2 separate regions of the Mus musculus genome follow, and region 1 is linked to region 2. Evidence: chromatin contacts called from public Hi-C data. All regions are on one chromosome and are shown on one strand. The core of a region is the stretch at or near the end of the contact, and the rest is flanking DNA. Distances in the headings are between cores, read along the strand shown. Region 1 has its middle 140 kb from the start of 4930595L18Rik. Region 2 has its middle 99 kb from the start of Gm32592.

The links. A called contact is a pair of places that touch in the nucleus more often than the background predicts.
Region 1: a contact with region 2 is called in a Hi-C map of cranial neural crest, with 2.7 times the contacts expected there. The contact joins two enhancer-like sites. A contact is called at or near these places in 1 of 484 Hi-C or Micro-C datasets (cranial neural crest) and 1 of 9 other capture datasets (embryonic stem cells).

What each region holds. Positions count from the first base shown.
Region 1 is chr6:98,692,091-98,694,790 of GRCm38.p6, forward strand. No RefSeq gene overlaps it. Among named protein-coding and RNA genes, the nearest start is that of 4930595L18Rik, 140 kb to the left of the region's middle. Within about 2 kb of position 1,416, at least 11 of the 459 cell types and tissues checked have an H3K27ac peak or open chromatin away from gene starts, as enhancers often do.
Region 2 is chr6:98,124,129-98,126,828 of GRCm38.p6, forward strand. No RefSeq gene overlaps it. Among named protein-coding and RNA genes, the nearest start is that of Gm32592, 99 kb to the right of the region's middle. Within about 2 kb of position 1,448, at least 10 of the 459 cell types and tissues checked have an H3K27ac peak or open chromatin away from gene starts, as enhancers often do.

The DNA.
Region 1 (2,700 bases), core at 166-2,665, 570 kb after region 2:
GCATTTTCCAGATGTGGGTATAAGTAAAGAAAATTCGCCTGTTCTGAGACAGGAAAAACTGTTGACATTTCTTTGAAGTGTAATCTCTTTTGTTTATTTGGTTTTTAATAGCTTCCAGCAGTTAGCCACATATTTTTAAAGTGATGTTGCTCACATACATTTTTTTTTTATCACGAGTGGCATTAAACTACTGCCATAGATTTAGAAGTTTAACCTATAAAAGAAGGAGACCGTTGTTGAGATGGGTAATTTAGGAATTGTCAAAGAGGAAAAAAAAAAAAAACAAAATAAAACAAAAGCAAGGCATTAAGTCCTCAGTAACTTCCCTGAACTAAAAATTTTGGGAGTCAGAGGTTGGAACTGACTGTAGGTTTAATCTATAATGTTTATTTACAAAGGGCAATCTTTAGTTGTTGCATGTTTAAGTAACAAGAATATTTTATTCTTCCTCTATTGTAACCAATTGACCACTCGACCTTAGTGGAAAAGAAAAAAGGATTTCTCAGATTTATATTGTATCTATGAACTCTATGGCATGGCATGGGGTGTACTTATGTGATATGTGTTTACACACACACACACACACACACACACAAATGTACTGTAAATGAGAGGGAAAATCTAGAGTGATATAAAAAAAAATCATTAAAATTGACTGAGTGCCTGAGTAGTCTTTGACACTGAAAAATGAAAACTATTTGGAAAGCAAGTGAAAACTTAAAAAATATATATATATGTAAAAGCTTTTGACATTTCATAATGATTTATATAACAGGCCACATAAGAATTAATTTCATATCAGATGTAAAGCCAGCCATAACCAACTGCAGAAAACAGATTGAATCCAAGGTTGAGGAGAATATACACATATATAATTAAATATTAAGTATTAAGTTTGAGAACCATTTCTCATTCTGTCCAATCAATGCTTTTTAAATATTACTTACAATAATGTGATTCTCTAAAGCTTAATCAGGTGGTTTTCACAGATGCAAAAATGTTCAGATAGGTATATGTTTCATTCCAAGCTGCTAGGAAAAAAACAAAAACAGAGAAAGAAAGAACTCTAACATATATTTGTGTGTATGCTATATTTAAACGCTACCTTTCTCTTTGGTTAGAGCTGATCTTTATATATCCAAGCTGAAAAAACAGTCCCGCGCTTCTAATAAAAAGCAACTAAACTGTTACTATGGTTATTAATATAAATAAATAAAAGCCATGTCCTATAATGCTGCAAAAAATATTCCTAAGTCAAACAACTGATTTTGTGTTTTGAAGACAGTTCTGAGCAATGTGCTGTATGTGCGGGTAATAAAATTATTTTCAGAGATGCTCCCTGACCACGGGCTCGAGCACACATTAGGACTTGGTCTGTTTTTCACATGTTTCCCATCAAGGAAGTCTGTGGTTACCTTCCTGATTCTGCTGGACTGGAAAAACACAGCTAATATGGTGCGATCTGGAGAAAGCTTTGATGCAGGGACTTTGCAAATAAACCTCCAGATGCCATCTGGTTTACATTCATCTCTCAATTTATTTCCTATAAATGTCTATTGAATATTCCATTGAACCAACACATGTGAAACCGGAGCTGAGAAAGAGAGCGCTTGGTGGCAGCGGTCATTATCATATTTCTTTCCCAATATTGCTACCAGCCTCAAATGCACGGCGGATGAGGTAGATGCCAGAGTCCTCAGACTTAAAGCAGAAATGAAGAAACAAAAACACTTCATGTTATCCAAACAAACAAACGCATTTTCACGTTTTCGGTAAAGTCTCACGCACCCCAGAGCTGGGGTTATTTGTGGCACAGCCAAGTGCTGTGTTTAAGTTGCTGACATTTAAAGAATCAAGTTCACCATGCAGAAATAAATGCTACTATCATGAAGCAAGAGAGAAACAAATACTATGAGCAAAGTACCATGTGACTGTTTAGGGTCTGCCAGACAGATTTGTAGCATTAGCCTTTGGGTCCATTCTATTTTGTAAGCCCAGAACCTCTGTCTTCTTCTATTTGTATCTTAGAAATACAAGTCCTTGGTGGATGAGGGTGGCGATTCTACAAACTGTATTTGCCAAATACCCGACCTTCCTAAATCCATTCTTGCCCCGCCACACCCAGATTTCTAAAGATCATTCCCATGGATAAGCAGGATAGACTATTATGCAAGCTGGGAAAACCATTCCCCACCCAAAATTTGTCTGTTGATTTGTGTTCCTGTGAATATACTTCTCAATTGTCACATCCTGGCAGTGACCTCATACCCAGCCAGTCAACCTCACAAATTGCTTCCAGAAAGGGAAGTAGGGGAGATGGCTCAGTTAACAAAGTACTTGCATGAAGAACTGAGTTCAAATGCTCAGAAGCTATGCCAGATTATTGTTTTAGTTAGGTGTGGTAGCTTATGTAGATAATCCCTTTGTTGAGGATCCCGGGGGCTTGCTGGAAAGCCGGTGAGGTTAAGTCATGATTCTCAGGCCAATGGCAGATCCCATCCTCCAATAAAATGGACACCTGAGGAAATCACATTAGACCTATGGGTAAACACACACGCGTGGGAGCACACAGGCACACGAACACACACACACACACACACACTGTGGGAAAGGGGCTTGGAGAGATGGTGGTTAGGAATACTTCCTACTTTTGCAGAAAAGCAGAGTTTGATTCCCAGCACACGCATGGTAGCTCACAAC
Region 2 (2,700 bases), core at 198-2,697:
GATAATTTAGCCTTTGGGCAAGTAACATCTGTCTCTTGGCTTCCTGGACTGATAGTCATAAAACAGTATCAAAATAAATATCCTTCACAAAATCACGCAAGCTCCCACACTCCTCTGGGTTTCATAGATAAGTCATGCTCAGTAACTACTTCATGTGCCCTTGTTTTGACTTTGGGAGAAATAAATGACTGGAGGTCACTTTGGCTTCCTCTGGTAATAAGATCATTGTGTTATGGCCAGTATGTTGTCTCTCAGTGTTCATTCACCTTTATATCTTTGGCCCCTAATAGCATTGTCCCTGGACCCAAATTCTATTCATCCAGTCATCCATCACAGAGTGGATGCTAACACGGGCTGCAGGGTAGAGAGGCAACTTGGACTAGTCTGACTCCTGTCCCCTTAAAATGTATTTTCTCCGGGAAGAGACGCAGTTAAATAACTGTGTAGTATAATGTTAATGTTGATTAGTAAAGTACACTGTCCTTTGTAGCACATACCAGAAAGGTATAGCGTGAACTATCATTGTGTTAGGGAACTTGTTAGGAAGACTTGGGCAGAAATTCCTTTTTTTACCTGGAAGAATTGAAAGGTAAACTGCAATTGACCTGGAAGTAGGTGGAAGAAGTGGTATAGGAGGCACTTGGTATATTCTCAAGCTTTTTTTTTTTTTTATTTCTTAGAAAAATAGCCCTTTAAATTAACTTAGATTCTAGGTGTGTGTGTGTGTGTGTGTGTGTGTGTGTGTGTGTTATGTGTGTGTGTATGTGTATCTTTGTGCAGGTATATTTAAATATAGGGGTGCACAAGTGTCTGGGTACATGTGCAGGCCAGAGGAAAACCTTGGGACCATTTCTCCTTAGGTGCTATTCACTTGGTATTTTTGTTTGTTTGTTTGTTTGGTTGGTTGGTTGGTTTTGAGACTGCCTATCTCATTGGCCTGATTATACTGGGTAGATTAGAAAGGCTGAGCAGGGAGCCCCATGTATCTGGATTTACCTGCCTCTGCCTTCCTATGGTGAGGAGTACAGGTCCATGCTGTTAAGTCTCTGCTATTTTTACACAGATTCTAGGAACTAAATCCTCATACCTGTAGAGCCATGGCCTCAGCCTCCTAAAGCCAAATCCTGGTGGATAGACTATGCACTGCTCCTAAGAGGCTTCTGAGCTTTGCGGGGTGGCTTGCTACATTTCTCAGCTGCAGAAACTGAGGCTAGACATTCAATGACTTATTCCAGATCTCACTGACTCTCGAGTGACAGAGCCAGGAGTCAAACCCAACATGGCTCTAGGTTCTGTGTGTCTTATTTTGTAAAACAGTGACTCTAGCAAACACTGGGAAAGGAAGTCAGAACAACCTCTATTTCATTCCCCTTGGCTGCTGAGGACTCTAGCTTTCCAAAGACTTTTCATGGTCTGCGAGGCTAAGGGGCACGTGACTTACTGGAAGGAAAAGCAGTCCGTTTCACTAAAGAGCTCGGGGTTGTGACTATTTGCCAGGATTGGTTGTCTTGAAAGGGTTTTATTGTTTGCCATTTGGTTTTCATTCGGAGGCCACATGTGAATGTAACATAAATACTTGTGAAGGGATATCATTACTCCGAAGCTTGAAGTTTACATGTCAGCTCCCTGTCTTTACAGCCACTGCTGTGGGTCATTTCCCTTCTCGTTTCAGCCAAGCACTTGGAAAATTATTCTCAGGCACAGATTTCTACGTCGGCCATGGCCCCAAATTCTAGCAGTTAGGGGAAGGACTGAGGGGTCATGTGTGTTAACCCTGCCTTCTGTCTATCTATCAAACCTTGCCTTGCACTGTCTAAAGATATGTCAGGACTACAGATTTGGAACAAAGCTCCCTCCCATTACATGGGGTAATCTGGTTCTTCTTGCTATTGAAGGCATCAGGGGAAAGACCTGCTCCAGGAAGTGAGGTCTGTTTTCATTGTGCCATCTTCCCCTGAGACTCTTCTTTGGCTGCCTCCTAACTAACCCCTGGATACCATGCTAAACAGTGTTTTGGAGTAGAGCCTTTCTTGATGTTCTTCCCATTGTGAGATGCAGCCTTGTCTAAATTTAGCCTTTAGTATTTGTTACAAAAGGTGGATCTGTACTTTTCCATTTGCCCGCCCTTTCTTCCTTCCCTCCTTCCTTCCTTCCTCCCTCCCTTCCTCCCTCCTTCCCTCCCTCCGTCCATCTGTCCCTCCCTCCCTCCCTCCGTTCATCTGTCCCTCCCTCCCTCCGTCCATCTGTCTGTCCCTCTCTTCCTTCCTTCCTTCCTTCCTTCCTTCCTTCCTTCCTTCCTTCCTTCCTTCCTTCCTTCCTTCCTTCCTAGACAGAATCTTATGTATCCCAAGCTGACTTCAAACTCTCTACATTGTGAACCACCATCTTTCTGCTTCAACCTCTGGAATGCTGGTATTTCAGGATGTGCCACCACACCCAAGTTTGGTAGTACTGGGAACCAAACTCAGCTTTCTATATGCTGAGCAAGCTCTCTGCAACTTAGCTGTATTTCTGGCTTCCAATTCTGTCTGTCTGTTCATAAGATACATTTTAATGATGTTCCTGAATCTGAAACTGGAAGCTATAAATCAAGTAAGGAATCAATATATATGGCCCAGTTACATGAATGGGTGCAAACAGAGAACACTGTGAGGTTTACTTGCCCTGTTCTAACCATTTTTAGAATGCACACACTGGTAA